Regions from separate parts of the Mus musculus genome. Here all the other regions are linked to region 1. Evidence: chromatin contacts called from public Micro-C, promoter capture Hi-C and targeted proximity ligation data. All regions are on one chromosome and are shown on one strand. The core of a region is the stretch at or near the end of the contact, and the rest is flanking DNA. Distances in the headings are between cores, read along the strand shown. Region 1 holds the start of Nrxn2 (neurexin II). Region 2 has its middle 98 kb from the start of Gm32245. Region 3 has its middle 78 kb from the start of Gm32245. Region 4 has its middle 58 kb from the start of Gm32245. Region 5 overlaps Gm32245 (a long non-coding RNA gene).

The links. Promoter capture Hi-C pulls out the DNA fragments that hold promoters and counts their contacts. A called contact is a pair of places that touch in the nucleus more often than the background predicts.
Region 2: a targeted proximity ligation map of pro-B cells shows a contact between it and region 1, with 4 times the contacts expected there. A contact is called at or near these places in 15 of 39 promoter capture datasets (the 3T3-L1 cell line, the C10 cell line, HPC-7-derived erythroid cells and 8 more), 20 of 484 Hi-C or Micro-C datasets (the CH12 cell line, the HL-1 cell line, cerebellar granule neurons and 15 more), 17 of 130 datasets of targeted methods (the 230-238 cell line, T-cell acute lymphoblastic leukemia, acute myeloid leukemia and 9 more) and 3 of 9 other capture datasets (adipose tissue, liver and macrophages).
Region 3: a contact with region 1 is called in a Micro-C map of embryonic stem cells, with 2.2 times the contacts expected there. A contact is called at or near these places in 13 of 39 promoter capture datasets (the 3T3-L1 cell line, 3T3-L1-derived adipocytes, the C10 cell line and 8 more), 12 of 484 Hi-C or Micro-C datasets (the CH12 cell line, cerebellar granule neurons, cortical glia and 8 more), 12 of 130 datasets of targeted methods (T-cell acute lymphoblastic leukemia, acute myeloid leukemia, bone marrow-derived macrophages and 6 more) and 1 of 9 other capture datasets (macrophages).
Region 4: a contact with region 1 is called in a promoter capture Hi-C map of the SN4741 cell line, with 2.4 times the contacts expected there. A contact is called at or near these places in 12 of 39 promoter capture datasets (the 3T3-L1 cell line, 3T3-L1-derived adipocytes, the C10 cell line and 6 more), 4 of 130 datasets of targeted methods (bone marrow-derived macrophages, embryonic stem cells and pancreatic cancer cells) and 1 of 9 other capture datasets (liver).
Region 5: a contact with region 1 is called in a promoter capture Hi-C map of pre-B cells, with 2.9 times the contacts expected there. A contact is called at or near these places in 8 of 39 promoter capture datasets (the 3T3-L1 cell line, the C10 cell line, the HPC-7 cell line and 3 more), 13 of 484 Hi-C or Micro-C datasets (the 63-12 cell line, the C10 cell line, the N1E-115 cell line and 9 more), 3 of 130 datasets of targeted methods (astrocytes, embryonic stem cells and large pre-B cells) and 2 of 9 other capture datasets (adipose tissue and macrophages).

What each region holds. Positions count from the first base shown.
Region 1 is chr19:6,417,302-6,420,377 of GRCm38.p6, forward strand. It overlaps Nrxn2 (neurexin II), which reads left to right and starts at 1,455. Exons shown (of 23, transcript NM_001205234.2): 1 at 1,455-1,671. It overlaps Gm14965 (a long non-coding RNA gene), which reads right to left and starts at 1,461. Exons shown (of 3, transcript XR_879495.2): 1 at 1,190-1,461; 2 at 176-359.
Region 2 is chr19:6,663,927-6,667,002 of GRCm38.p6, forward strand. No RefSeq gene overlaps it. Among named protein-coding and RNA genes, the nearest start is that of Gm32245, 98 kb to the left of the region's middle.
Region 3 is chr19:6,643,548-6,646,623 of GRCm38.p6, forward strand. No RefSeq gene overlaps it. Among named protein-coding and RNA genes, the nearest start is that of Gm32245, 78 kb to the left of the region's middle.
Region 4 is chr19:6,623,774-6,626,849 of GRCm38.p6, forward strand. No RefSeq gene overlaps it. Among named protein-coding and RNA genes, the nearest start is that of Gm32245, 58 kb to the left of the region's middle.
Region 5 is chr19:6,569,407-6,572,482 of GRCm38.p6, forward strand. It overlaps Gm32245 (a long non-coding RNA gene), which reads left to right. Exons shown (of 3, transcript XR_879496.3): 2 at 1,958-2,594. Among named protein-coding and RNA genes, the nearest start is that of Gm32245, 3.8 kb to the left of the region's middle.

The DNA.
Region 1 (3,076 bases), core at 205-2,704:
ACTCAGGAATTGACTGCTCTGCAAAGTACCTACCGACGACCAGGGAGACTCCATGGGCAGGTCCCCTGTGAGTCACTTGGGTGTGTGTTTGCCCTTGAGTGTGCAGGTACCTGTGTATGCACAAGTATGCAGGTTATGGATCGAGTGTGTCCCCCCACCCCCCGTGGTGACTTACCATGGTGGGGCATCTCTGCAGTGTCCCTTTGTGTTTCTTGGAAACGCTGGGCACACATGAATAGGTGTGCATGGCTGTGTGCCCCCATGTGTATCTGCATACATTAGTGGTTGGACGTGTGTTCTTGCATATTGCCTCTGGCTAAGGAAATGCCAACTGCTACCAGCTGTGCAGATCACAGGCCCTGTAACAGAAATCAGGGGCCTGGAGAGAACTGGCAAAATGGTCTGCCACACACCCACGGCCACACCCACGCCGGCACACTGTCTCATTGAGAAGCCTTGTGTCCAACTTAGGTAATGGTATACACACCTAGGCGCTGGATCTACCTTTTCTCGGTGGAGTAAATGAAGAGGGGTGTTCCTTCCTCACACTCTGACACAAACACGGCGATGCAGACATTCTTACTGCAGAAGACTTGCACGCCAGGACCACACTCTGAAACTCACAGCTAAGGGTAGGAGCTCGAAGGGAAGATTCTACTAGATTTGTATTCAGTAACAGGGAGTGGGTAGCTTCCACCCCACCACTAGCCTTTTCCTACCCCAGAAAAGCCTTCCACAGGGGTGGAAAGCTGGTTCCAAACTCTGGGATTCCCATGAGTCTGGGCTGGGAAACCCCACTGTCTCTAGCTTAGAATCTTGCCAACCTCCAAGCTTCGTCCTTATCTCAGAAAAGCCCCTAGCTCTTCAGTTCCGGAGGCTTCCAGCTAGAGGATACAGAGACAGTGATTGGTAGGGTCTCTGCGAGCGACTGGAAAAGCCACTAGCAGTCCTGGGGTGGGAGAGGCTTCCTTGGCTCCGGGTAGCCCAGGCCAGCCCCCCCAGACTCAGCCAGCAGAGGGCGCTGTGGCCAAGGCCCTGCTCGGGTCCTGCTCTCTCGGTGCCTCAAGTCGGGGTTCAGTCCTCTCCTTTGGTTTGTCCCAGCCCTGGGCACTATCTTCGGGACCCGCCGGCAGGGGCGGGTGGGTGTGGGATCCAACAACCCAACCAAAGGTAGAAGGGGCTAGGGTACCTGGATTCCCAAGACCCCGAGCCTGGGGAGAGCACCTGCTGGGTTAAGAGGCCTGGACGTCCGGGCAAAGGTCCAGAGAGGTGGGAAAGGGCTCGGATGCCCTGGGGCCGGGACGCCTGGGTCCTCGCGGAGGAGGGAGGCGGGTCATGGAGCCGCGGGACTGGCGGCTTCTGCATCTTCGCATTGGCTGTGCCACTCGTCCGTCAGTGTTGCGTGGCCCAATGCGTGTGCTTGGGGGGCGGGTCCTGGTGCTGATGCTGCCGTCAGTCGGTGTTGCAGGGATGCGGCGGCGGGAGCAGCCGCCCTGACTCTCAGAGCATCCTCCTCGGAGCGGCACCGCGGCGGGGCGGGCGGGGACGCGGCGGGGACCAGGAGGCGCGAGGCAGCCGATATCGCTGGCCCAGGATCTGTTACCTGCCGTAGACCCAGCGGTCTCTAGGCTCGGATCCCTACCCTTCAGCTCCTGGCGCCCCCAAAACCAGGTATGGGGGGGGGGCTGCGGCGGAGACGGGTGGGGGGCGGGAGCCAATCGGGGGAGGGGAGCGGGTCGGAGGGGGCGGCGGATGCAGAAAGGACGGATTGGGGGGCGGGGGCGCCGAGCAGAGAGGGCTGGCTGGGTGACAGCGAGGAGGCGAAGCCGCTGGGGGAGGTTGGGGGACTCCCTGTGGAAGGGGCATTGGCCCTGAGCTGGGGCGAATGCAAGGTGGTGAGGGAGGGTCGATGGGGGAAGGGGGTCTGAAGGAGGGGCATCCATAGGGCTGTGAGAAGGGCTCTGAAATAGGGGTGGGGGGAGGTCCCAGTCTATGCTGGTCCTGGCAGCTGGAAGCAGTGATGGACCAGAGAAGCTGCGAGCTGTTGTGGTCTGAAGGGTCTGCAGGGGAGAAACACTGGTCTTAGTGGGAGAGGAGGCAGGCTGGAGAGAGGTTTGGGAAGTGGAGAGGGAGGTCTGGGGGCAACCACTGAAGAAAAGACTACTGGGGGATGGGAGCCAAGGGGAGAGGAGGTTATCAGGAGGGAGCAGAGGGGAAGATGCCAGGATGCTCTAGGCATAGATGAGTCTGTGACGGGGAAGAGCTGGACAAGATGGGGGGCCTGAGGGAGAGGAGAGAAGCTTGCTGGGGAGAGCTGGGGGGTGACAGAGAGGGAAACCGGTCGAAGGAGGCTCTGCTTGGCTGAGAATATACTTGAGGGCAGCGGTGGGGCTCTGGTCACAGAGTACTGGAAGGGTAGAGGAGTCTTCTGAGCCCTGGGCTTATCCCTCCACCTCAAAGAGGTGGGAACCATTTCTCATGCTCCAGCCTTCTCCCCCAGAGGGAGGAGCAGTCTGCCTGGGTTCTTTGGGATGGGGGTATGACCACAAGGACCCTGGGTGGGCTCCTGGAGGTGAAATTGGATTTGTGGGGGTTATTGGGCTGTTCCAGTTGCCTTTGCCGTCACCCCCTCTTGAGGCATCCAGGGCCTTAATGAACCGGCAGGGATGGGAGGGGTAGTTCCTTGGTGCTCCACAGCGAAAGGGTGCCCAGCTCCACAGTGCTCAAGAAAATCTGAGGGGGTGGGTCTTGGGTCTCCAGCCCCCTTGACTACTTCCGGCTTTCAAACACCCTCGTTCTTTGCACATATTGTGGGTGGGTGGGGTAGACAAGGACCTTCTAGTCATTCCTGCCCCTCCCTCTCGTCCACCTTCTCAGTGTCTGGGCGTTCCTTCTGGGGGAGAGCTTTACATCCTCTGTCTTCTGCTAGAAAAAGAGAGAGAAGGGAGCAGGAAGGAAAAAGAGAGGAGGGGAGGTCGGCTAGTCAGTTAACTACATGGAGGGCCTCCGGCTTTGTAGGTGCTTCAGCTACTCAGGTCCCAGCTTGCTACCCCAAACCTGGGGATGGCTCAGGGAT
Region 2 (3,076 bases), core at 260-2,759, 250 kb after region 1:
CCTTCAGCCCCATTCCTAGCCCCCACCCCCCACCCCCACCCCAAGTTCTGGGACCACAGGCATGTGCCACCATACATGGCTAAGGGGTCATGTAAAAATCCATTTGCAGGCTCATAAGATGATTCAAAGTGCCACAGAGACTGATAACCAGTGAATTCAATCCTGGGGTTCCTGCAAGCTGTCCTCTGACCACCACCACACATATGCACTGTGGCATGAGCAGGCACGCATACAGATACACATACACCAGATAAATATACACTTATTTTTCTAAATTCTGTCTGTTTATTTACAAGAAAACTGGTAAAAAGGTTTTCAGAAAAGGAGCCACGGTCATCTTCACCATCAGCAGCAGTATCCCCTTTGAGAAGGTTCCAGCTAGTGGGGTGTCTATGTAACCTCTCAGCCCTTTAGGGATCCCAGAGTCTGCTAAGCTGGCTAGAGGGTGGACGTCCGAGCTCTGACCTTCCCCTGTGCAGACACATCTGTGGGGCAGAATGGAGGCACTACACGGCTGGAGATGACACATGCCCTGGGCTCTTGCCCTCTGGTTCTGAGAAGGTGAGAGGAAGTGGCTCCATCTGCCCAGGAACACTTGTTAAAGGCGTACAAAGAGACCACCAAGTCTTTCACTTCTCAATTTATACACTTCTCCAAAAGCGTGGTGGTATCTAGAGCTAGCGGGGCTTTGGGGTTTGATCTCATTTTTTTGTATTTTTCAAGTTAAAATGCAGTTGGGAGCCCCAGGCATTGTGTGCCTTGGGACAGAAGAACATGTCATCCCCTGTGAAGAGCAAGCTCGATCAAGCCTGCACTGGGGGGTCTGCACACAGCGCTGTGTGGGCGCCACGGATCCCTGAGTGTCTTGCCATCCTTGCCTTTCTCACTCCCATGGCTCAGCGGAGGACCTGCCACAGAGGCAGTCACAACCAGCAACCTAAAACAGGTGCTGTCTGGCCCTCCACAGAAAAGGTTGGTCACTGGGCCAATAAGATGGCTCAGCTGGTAAGGGCACCTGCTTCGAAGCCTGATGACCTGAGTTTGGTTCCAGGGACCCACCTGGTAGAGAGGATGATTCTGCAGGCAGTCTTCTCCGAACACCTCACACGTGCTGTGGTGTGTACTACACAAGCACGTGAACACAACCAAAAGAAATAAATGTTAAAAAAATAAAAGGAAAAAAAAAGAAAAGTTGGTGACACCTTAAAAATTACAACTACACAATTACATGGAAAAATTACAGTGAATTGAGGTCTATGACATGAAGGTCCCAGCCAATGGCACCCAGGCAATGGAGAGGGAGAACAAGCCGTTGTTCCCTCAACACAACAGTTCACAACAACAACCCTAGATGGAAGTGGAGGTGCCTACAGGTGCCAAGTGGACCAACATCCACACAGGTGATGGAGATCAAGCCTCCTTCCCCAGGGCAGCAGGAGAGGAGGCCCAGCTGAAGCCGGACCCTGCACAACACCAGAACAGGCAGCAGGAACCACAGCTTTCACAAATAGGAACTAGAAAGACAAAAAAGGGGAAATGCTATTAAAAAGCTCTAAACGTAGCTGGGGGGCCTCGGGGGGTAAAGGCAGAACGAGGCCTGATGACCTGAGCTTTTATCCTCAGGACCCACACGTTAAAGGGGAGAATCGACTCCTCCAAACTGTCCTCTGACTTCCACCAGTGCACATGCGTGTACACACACACACACACACACACCTTTAATCCTAGCACCCCGAGTTGAAGGCCAGCCTGGTCTATACAGTGACAATCTGCCTCTGTAAAAAAAAATAAAATGAGTAAACTAGCTAGCTAACTAAGATGAGTCGAGGATGATGACACAGGCCTATAATCCCAGTCCTCGGGAGATGAAGGCAGAAAACCAGAAGTTCAAGGTCGTCCTTAGCCTGGAAGCGACTTAACTCATGGTTGGGCTGGGCTTCATGAGACTATGTCTTCAGTTAACTCATGGCTGGGCTGGGCTTCATGAGACTCTGTCTCAGAGGGGAAAGGTTAAAAATACGAGTGGAACTTGGGGTAGTGGTGGCACACGCCTTTATTTAATCCCAGCACTTGGGAGGCAGAGGCAGGTGGATTTATGAGTTCGAGGCCAGCCTGGTCTACAAAGTGAGTTCCACGACAGCCAGGGCTACACAGAGAAACCCTATCTTGAAAAACCAAAAAAAAAAAAAAAAAAAAAGAGTAGAACCTGAGACATGAGCAGTATGCTGATTTATCTTTATTTTAATCATGGGCGTCATGTTTAAATTGTTTGTCTGGGGGGTTGTTTGTTTTCCAGGCAAGCTTTTCTGTAGCCTAGGCTGGCCCCAAGTTCTTCATCTCCCTACCTCTAAGATGCACCAGTCTACCTCAGTGGCTCAGGCAACACTTAGTATCTTCGAGCTCCAAATCCACGGATTTAGCAAACGTTTGAGCTAAACTATTTAAAAAAAAAAAAAAAACCCCAGCATTTGTACTAAATATGAACAGACTTCTCTGTGCCGCTATTCTCTATTTACATAGCATTTGCATAGTATTGGGTCTTAGCAGAAATCTAGAGCCATTTTAAACTATAAGAGAGGATGCACCTAGGTTATATGCAAATATCATGCCATTTTATGCAAATAAGCATCTGCAGATTCCGTTGTGGGGAGGGCACCCTCTGCAGATACTGAAGGGCAGCTTTGTGTGGTTTAAGTATTCAAGGAGAAGGTGTGCTGAGCGCTCCTTTAATCCCAGCCTCCAGGCTGAGGCAAGCAGATGGTCTGTAAGTTCAAGATCAGCCTGGTCTACACAGCAAGATCCAGGTCTACACAACAAGATCCAGGTTAAGAAGCGAGCCCTGTTTTAAACAAACAAACTATTATTTATTTAAGTATAAATATTTAAATCAAACAATAACTTTAAAGTTTTTAAGATACATGAAAGGCAAGCAGGACAGCAATGCCTGCAATCCCAACACTCACAGAAGTCTGAGACAGGATTGCCACCATATCAAGGTCAGCCTGGTCTCCATAGTGAATACCAGACCAACCTGGGGCTGGAGAGATGGCCCAGCAGTTGAGAGCACGCACTGCTC
Region 3 (3,076 bases), core at 309-2,808, 230 kb after region 1:
TGAAGCCTTCTCCACAGGAGGCAACTTGTGTCTGATACTGTGGCTCTGGCTAAAAGCCCATGACTCCTGAGGCCACAGGCGCTAGGAAAGAGTCTAGCTAAGTGCACGTTCTGCTACGCGCACGTTCTGCTAAGTGCACGTGTCAAGCTCTTTTCGATATTTATGCTTAGTGCTGCTCAGGCTTGGTCAGGAAAGCTCCTCTCTGCAGTGGGCAGCAGTTACTGCAGAGACTCAGATCTAGTCAGAGAGTGGAGACTAAGTGACTGCTGAGGGCTCAGTCCTAAATTAACACAGCATAAAAAACAAACAAATGAAAAAACAGCTGTAGCAATTTCACCTCCAAAGAGCACTGTGAGTGGGGAAGACTGTAGAAGCCGGCGGATGGACCGGCTCTGGGAAGCGCTTTCCTCTGGACAGGACTCGCCCAGCCACTCAGGCACTCCTGCTCTGCTCACTGCACACGATCAAGCCACAATGATCAGTCTGTGACTTAGTGGGGAAAGGAAGGGAGGAAGGGAACAGGCTGAGGGAGAACTCCAGGGTGGAAGAATTGGGGAATGGGGAAGACCAAGTTACACTATATACAATGTACAAAATTTTCAAAGAATAAATAAAATATTCAAACCCTGTATGAAATATTCTAGAAAATAACTTCAGCTTGTGTGTGTATGACACATGCTGACACACACATAAATTCCCCATTTAGACTTGGGTTCTGGTCGTTCCCAAAATACTTCATTGTTATACACAAATATCCCATAAGTCCAAAATCCAAACCACTTCCTGTCCAGGAATTTCTGATCTGGGATACACAGCTATATGAACAACAAAATGCAATTAAAATCTTTATATTCAATAGATGCTGTTCTGGCTAGACTTGTGTCAACTTGACACAAACTAGAGTCATCTGAAAGGAGGGAACCTCAGTTGAGAAAATGCCTTCATAAGATCCAGGTGCAAGGCAATTTCTTAATACTTAATTACTACCAAATTACTTAATCACTATTGATGGGGAAGGCCCAGCCCTTGGTGGGTGGCCCTATTCCTAGGCAGGTGGTCCTGGATTCTGAGAGAGAGAGAGAGAGAGAGAGAGAGAGAGAGAGACAGAGAGAGAGAGAGAGAGACAGAGAGAGAGAGAGACAGAGAGAGAGAATATGTGAGCACGCTTATGGGTGAACATTTGTATGCAGGTACACATGTGTGTGAAGGTCAGAGGCTAACCTCATGTGCTCTTCCTCAAGGGTTGTTCACTTGTTTTTGGAGGCAGGGCCTCCCACGGGGACCCAGGACTCTCCAAGGGGCTTTGGCATATAAATTTAGAGGTAATATAGACTTCATACAATTGCTTGTTGTGGCGTGGTACAAGGCAAAGCAACCTGGCAGACACTCCCAGACTACCTAAGCAGGAGTGAAGTCTTGGGACTAAAGTCAGCGCCATTTGACCCGCTTGCTGCAGACAGAATTTAAGTATCACCTGCCAATAAAAAGCCGCTAGCCAATGAGCTGAAGCAGGAAATGGGAGGTGGGACACTGGCAGGAAGAGAGAGGATTCTGGGAAATAGTAAGGGATAAGAGAGACTGCGAGCTGGGAGAGAGGGCCAAGAAGGCCCAGCAGGCATATGAACTCAGGGAGACGCTGAGGAAGATCCTGAGGAGACTCAAAAAAGCAGGCCTGTACTAAGACAGGTAACTAACCAGGTGGTAGGCATAGAGAAGTTTGAATAGTTAAATAAGTCATGAGCTAGTAAGGGAATGAGCCAAAGCTATGGCCAGCACATTTAATAATAAATAATTAGTCTCAGAGTCATCATCCCGGAACTGGGAAAAGAAAAAACAGATTTTTAAAATCATTGTTACAACTTGCAGAGGTGACATTCTGTAACGTAGCCCCCAGCACCTAGCCACGGTTGGGGACCTAAGATCAGGCCGTCAACAGACGTCTTCTTTTATGTCTGTTTCTGTTTTAGAAACTCCACATTTGAAATTTGACTCATTGACACTGAACTTCAGACAACAGTCGTGTTATTCATGTCTGGAGGAAGACGGAAGGCAGAGCATTGTGTTCCCGGGGGTGCACAGCAGGCTGGAGCGGAGTTCACATGGGGATCATTTTAAACAGTAAAGTCACCAACACACACACGCACACCCCCGAGGGGATTCAGGAGGTGGCTCCGTGGGTAAGGTTCTTGCTTTGAATGCATGAACACTGGAAATCGGATCCCCAGGCAGAAGTCAGGGAATCCCTGAAGCAAGCTGGCTGCTAGAATTGGCAAGCTCAGGGTGCAGTGAGAGACCCCTGCTGACTCCTGAGGTTGACTTCTAGTCTTCCATATTTATGCATGCACATATCCTAAATATGTGTGTGGGGATGGGGTGGGTGAGATGCTGTGTGTGTGTGTGTGTGTGTGTGTGTGTGTGTGAGTGTGTGTGTGTGAGCCCTCCAGAGCATGCTCATCTCAGCTTGGGCAAAGCTGGGCTGAGACAGTACTAGCTCAATTCTTTTCTCTGAGCAAAGCTTTCCTTCTAACAGGTGACCTTCGATCTCAGGTCTCATTCTTCGATTTTCTCTCTAATGAGAAAAGCAATAAAAAGTAGACCAAAGTTCACCCCCTGGGACCTGTGTTATGCACGTTCAAGAGCAAAAGCATGGGTGCAGATCCCCAAGTGCTCGGGGGGTTGGGGGGTTCACTGGGGGTCACCGTGCCCTAGTGCAGGGCAGAGAGGGTTCGCCACCAGGGCCTTCATCCCACCTTCACTGCTATTGCAGGTGGAGGGTGGATGAACCCAGAGCTTTGTCCCCATGGCTCCCAGTCCCTCCCTCCTGGGATTCTTCTTTGCCAGTTCCTCAAAGCAAGACCAGATACAAAATCCACTGCAAATGGAGGCACAGAACCCCGTCTCCAGAGTGTCTTGTCTTTGGTGAGCCCTAACTTGAGAGAACCCCCACCGCCACAGATGTTTGCCCATGGGGCCCTCAGCCCTTCACATTAGCTTTCTTATGAAGAACTGTGGAGAATCTTGGTAACTAGAATCTTCTCTGTTACAGCCAGATTGAAGCCAAAACTAAACAGCACAA
Region 4 (3,076 bases), core at 263-2,762, 210 kb after region 1:
GACATCAAGCTGTGCCATCTCTATGAGTGCTATGACAGCAACATTTAGAGGTCAGATTGGTTATAATTGCTATTACTTTTCTCATGCTGAAAATATTTTCTTAATTATCAGGCATGGTAGCACATGACTTTAATCCAAGACCTCAGGAGGCAGAGGCACGTGGATCTGGGAGTTTGAGGCCAGCCTGGGCTGCACAGAGAGACCCTGGAGAGAGGAGTCTGGGGGAGATGGCCCATCTGTTACAAATACTTGCTCTTCCAGATAACCGGGGTCAATTCTCAGCATCAAACGGTGTCTCACAAGTGTAACTCCGGTTCCAAGGGATCTGAAATCTTTTTCTGGCTTCCATGGATACTGAATGCATACGATGCACAACCATACATGAATGCAAAAGACACATACACATAAAATAAAATAACAATAGAAAAATTAAAGAAAAACAGTTCATTAAAAAGCAGAAGCCAAGGGGCTGGGAGTCAGCTCAGTAGGTAAAGTGCTAAAGTGGGTAAAATGAGCACAAGGACCTGAGTTCAAACCCCAGAGCCTACAGAAAATGATGGTTCATGCTTGTCACCACAAGTAGGAGGCAGGAGTCACCTTCTTCAGTGCTGTGGCTACTAAGTGACCTATGCCTGTGCCCACCCCATGGCAGCAGCCTCTGTTAAGTTCAGTGAGTCACTGAACCACAAAACAAAATGCCTGAGCTTGGTGTGAAGGGCTCAGCAGGAGTGGGAGAGGCGAGAGGGGAATGGGGAGTGCAGCAAAGTGCATTACAGATGTATAAAGTTGTCAGAGAATAACGAAATAATTGCTGAAGAGAAATGAAAGGGCAGAGGGAAAGGGAGGGAGAAAGGGAGGGAGGGAAGGAGAGAGGGGAGAAGAAAGGGCAGAGAGAAAGGGAAGGAGAGAGGGAGGGAGGGAGGGAGGGAGGGAGGGAGGGAGGGAGGGAGGGAGGGAGGGAGGGAAGAAAGGCATTTTCTAGGGACTAGAGAGAAGGGCAGCGGTGCTGTTTCACTGGAACAGTTCCTCTGGGAAGATGGAGTTCCTGGGTGGTGGCGATGGCTGCACAGTCTTGCGGGTGAGCTAATGCTGAGATTTACCTGTTCATGTAAATGGCTCACCTGTCCATTCCATGTCCTGTCATTTCTGTCTCAAACACAAACCTGAATGTCAAAAGGCATCGACTTTACTGGGTGAGTAATGGTGAGTAATGGCTGTGTTAAGTTGACTCTTTTACATTACCTGGAATAGTTCTAGAATTATTAAAATTTCAGAATATATTAGATAAAACCCTGATAAAAAAGAACAATCCACAAACAGAAAATGACCCAAAGGCTTGCAGGAGTCTTCAGGTCGGGGTGACCCAGAAGAGCCAGGCAGAGGTTTTTATATTTGTTCTTTACTCTGAGAAGTTCAGACCCAGATAATAAATGCTGTTCCTTCCTACTCTGGCAAAGTCAATCAGACTGGCAGACAGATAGACAGACAGATGCATGTACACACACACTTGCTCTGAGGGGACTGACCTCAGCTGTCGTCGTCCCCCCCACTCCCACCCCATGTGTGGAAAGACAGAGGGATAGAGGCTGGCAGTCGGCTCTGGGTCACATGATTTCTGCGCTGAGGGGGGTGGGGGGGGCACCAGAGACAGAGAAGGAGGGAGGGAGTGGGTGTGGGAGCACTGGAGCAGCTGGGTCTCCTGAGGGTGGAGAGGCTGAGGCCAGGCTAGACCAAGGGTGGGAATGTATGCTCTGATAGGAAGACAGGGTCAGATGCCACATGGAGCTCCATTCTCTACCAGACCCCAAAGCAACAAAGTTGGGGCCTGGGGACAAACCCCGCATAATCACATATGTTGATGGAGACCTCTGGCCACTGTCTCCAGGAGAAGCACAAGGCAGATGAGATACAAGCTTCAATGTGTCAGGGAGGTTGGAGTCACCCACAGGAAGTGATGCCTGAGGCGACTGGGGACAAGAGGTGGAATGTTCCCAAGAGAGGGTCCAAGGTCCTAGGGCAGGATGGAGCCTGGGGAACTCTGGGAGCCAGAGGAATGTGGGCAGAACAAGAGTAGAGACGAAGTATGTATAGCCTGTGTTAGCCTTCTCATTGCTGTGAACCAATGTCTGACAGGAGTGGGCAAGAGGAGGAAGGGCTGAGGGGAGGGGAGAGGAGGAAGGGGTGAGGGGAGGAAGGGCTGAGGGGAGGGGAGAGGAGGAAGGGCTGAGGGGAGGAAAGGCTGAGGGGAGGGGAGAGGAGGAAGGGGTGAGGGGAGGAAGGGCTGAGGGGAGGGGAGAGGAGGAAGGGCTGAGGGGAGGAAAGGCTGAGGGGAGGGGAGAGGAGGAAGGGCTGAGGGGAGGAAGGGCTGAGGGGAGGGGAGAGGAGAAAGGGGTGAGGGGAGGAAGGGCTGAGGGGAGGGGAGAGGAGAAAGGGGTGAGGGGAGGAAGGGCTGAGGGGAGGGGAGAGGAGGAAGGGCTGAGGGGAGGAAGGGCTGAGGGGAGGGGAGAGGAGGAAGGGCTGAGGGGAGGAAAGGCTGAGGGGAGGGGAGAGGAGGAAGGGCTGAGGGGAGGAAGGGCTGAGGGGAGGGGAGAGGAGAAAGGGGTGAGGGGAGGAAGGGCTGAGGGGAGGGGAGAGGAGAAAGGGGTGAGGGGAGGAAGGGCTGAGAGGAGGAAAGGGGAAGGGGAAGGGGAAGGGAGGAAGGGAAGAATGGATGAGGGGAGGAAGGGCTGAGGGGAGGAAGGGTATTGACTCTAGTTCACCATAGCAGAGAAAGCGAGGCAGCCTGTCCCATCACATCTGCAGTCAGGAGCAGAGAGAGACAAATGCTGGTGCTTGGCTGACTCTCTTTCTTGTAGTTTGGGGTCCAGCCTGTGTAATGGTCCTGCCCACAGTTAGGGTGAATTCTCCCACTCCATTAACTTAATCTAGAAAATTCCTCACAGCCTTACCCCGAGTCGCATCTCCTAGGTGATCTAGTGTCCTGTCAATCAATGTTAACTCTCACTGTTAATCCCACAGATGTGAGGAGAAAGACCACCCACCCAAATCGTGGCCAAATCTATTAAAGCAAGCAATT
Region 5 (3,076 bases), core at 210-2,709, 150 kb after region 1:
TCCCAGGGCAGACCCACAGGGGCCTGGAGGACCTCCCAGGCTCCCTGACTCAGTCCCTATCAAGGACAGTGTGGCCACATCCCCCAACTCCACGGTGCTTGGATTTAACATTGACCACAAGAGAAAGTTATTCCACACCATTCTAAAAGTCAGTCCCTACCCCCATCAAAAAGGCACTGATGGCTTTGCCAGGTAGACCCAGCCCGGGCCAGGGCTGCAGAGGCAAAGCCCCGTGTGACATCCTCCCGTGTTTCAGACGTGTGTGAACACTGACTGAGGAGGACTGGAAAGGATCTGGAACCTTCGGAGAGAACAACAGAGAGTTGTGGGTAATGGCAGGGTTAGAACTTCAAAGCTTCTGATTTGAATAACAAAAGATACTCTGTGGTCCCTGGGAGAGCCAGGAAGCCTTGAAGAGGTTGGTGGTGGGGGTGGGGGTGGGCTCTGGATGTTGGCTTCCTTCTAATTTATCAAGAAGAGGGAGGGGGAAAAACCCTAAAAATGAAAGATTGCAAAAAAAGTATTTGATCTCATTCTTTTTGTTCAGAGATGTATTATTTGTGATTATAACCTATAGGTGGTTAACTATAGTGCAAAACAAATGATTTTCCTTCTTAGATCTTGGGGCTTTTTCGGCTTTTGGTTTCTGAGATGAGCTCATGTAGCCCAGGCTAGCCTACTGTATCCTGTTTTCTGTGGTGCTGGGGATTGAACCCAGGGTTTTCTGCATGATAGACAGGAGCTCTACCCACTGCGCCACCCTCCCAGCCCCAGCTTTGGTGTTAATGAAGACCAGGTTCCAGGCAAGCCGGAGCTTCATTCTTCAGAGGTTCCGTTGGATGTCACTGCCAACTCAGCGTGCTTACAGGGGCATGTGCTAATCGCCAAAGCTTCTCTAAGGCAGGGCCTCTCTGTGCAGGGCATGGTGGGTGATGGAAGGGGAACAGGAAGCTGTTTGGCCAAAGTTCAAGCTCAGTTTCCCTCCAGCAACTACTCGCGCCCCTGGGACTTACTTTTCCCATCTGTGAAATGGCTTGTAAGGAGACAGTCAGCACTTGTCACCTCATGGGTAGAGCAAGGCCTGGCTTCCCAACTGGATGAGGAGCAGCCACGAGTCGCTTGCTACACAAAGCCCTAACCTTCCTTCTCCACCCTGATGGCTGGCACCATGGCATGCCCACCCTGGCTAGGCTGGCCCCTTACTGTTCTCCAAGGGCTTGTTTGGTCCTCTTCACCTTGGGCCCTGCTAGCTGGCCTGTTTCTGATAGCTCTCCTGGTGTCTTCACAGAGTTCTGTGTCTTCTGTCCTCTGCAGAATATCTGCCACATGTTTTCTTAAAATAGCTAGCCTCAAGTAACAGACTCATTTCCCTGGAGACATCAAGGGTTCTATGAGGCACGTGGGAGACACACTGGCTGTGATCCGAGGCGAGACAGGTGGTAACAGAGATATTGTGATGGGCAGTGATAGTGAGGATACTAGTGATGGTGCTGATGGTGGGAATGGTGGGCATGGCAACGGTGGTGGTGATGGTGGGGATGATGGGAAGGTTGGGAATTATAAGGGGGAACATGGTGATGATGGTGGGGGGATGGTAGAGATGATGTGATGGAGAAGGTGGTAGGACCCAGAACCTTCTCATTTTCCGATAAAAGATGAAAGTATTGCTTGTTTCTGTTTTTAACTCCTGGTTTTAAGTGTTGGTAATGCCCCCTCTCAAGTCAATGCTGTGTGGTCCCTGTAACTTTAATTTTTTCAAAGCCTACTTCTAATGACGGTTCTTAAACACTTTGACCTCCCACCACCCACCAGAGGTAGTAGGAAAGAAAGGATACAGGGGGAGTGGACCTGCTTAGAAAGATTCTCTGGAGCAACTCCTGTGTTGTCTGGAAATTGGCAGTTCAGTTTACAGGTTAGCAGGCGGCAGCAGCTTGATCCACTCATGAACACTTCACAGGTACACCAGCAGTCCAATTCAATAGAGTTCAGGATAGCAAACATGAATCAGCAGCGGTGACATGACCTAGCAGAGACAGCCAGGCCTCAGCCTCAGCTCGAGTCAGCAGGAGGTACCAACAGGACTCCAGGAAAAGTTCTTGGCTGTGTCTCTCAGTGAAGTGAAGATCAGCGAAGACACAAGACCAAGAAGCGTCGTACAGCTACCTCTACAAGCAAGCCCTCTCACAGTCTGCTGAGCCCTATTTATACTCCCTCCAAACATCACATGTCTTCCATGGATCTTGCCTCAGCAACACGAGTCTGTCTTAGCTGATGTCACTCTGCCAATTGAACCTTGGAAGCAAGAAGCCTCAGCACACCATCAGAAGGTTTTTGGTACATTTCTCTCTATGGGGTCCTGACAGATGCAGCTCAACTATGCACTGTAAGGTGTCATTAGTGAACAATCCTTCATCACGTGTCCTTTCACATGCTTGCCTTATTAGCAGAACATCCTTTCACCTGTGTCCACTTCAGAAGAACATTCCTTCACGAGTCTGCCCCTGCAAAACACCATCTGACGCAACTGACAAGTTTCCACTTCAGGTCCCCACTTGGCAGGGATCACAGGCTTCTGGATGGAACATTCACAAATGGTGAGTGTCACTGCCTTCCTGTGGTTCCCAGTGGGGTGTGGCCAGCTAGATGGTGAGATAAAGAGACCCCAACAGGTCTCCCATGAAAAGAGGCCTTATTCTGCACTGACCAGGACAGCAGGCAGGTGGCCAAGAAGGGGGTGGACATAGTCAGCTGAGGTCTCACCTGTCCTGCAGGGCAAAGGCCAGGCCAGCCAAGGCCATCTGGCCTGTGCTGTAAGTACGACCCATGATTGTCATGGTAACAGCCCTCCCGCGGGCTGTGGTCCACTCAGCCACTGAAAGTGATAGGGTGAGGTTCAGGCCCCTCCTGCTCCAGGGCAGGAGAAAGAGGGAAAGCTTCTGGGATGCCTGCTTAGCGTGGAATGGGCAGAATGATGCTGGCCAGTCCCAAGGCACTCGGGAACTGAAGGCCACAGGGCCACAGCAGATAAAGAAGTGGGGAGCCAAGGTGCACCAGCCACAGCCACAGCCCGGCATCG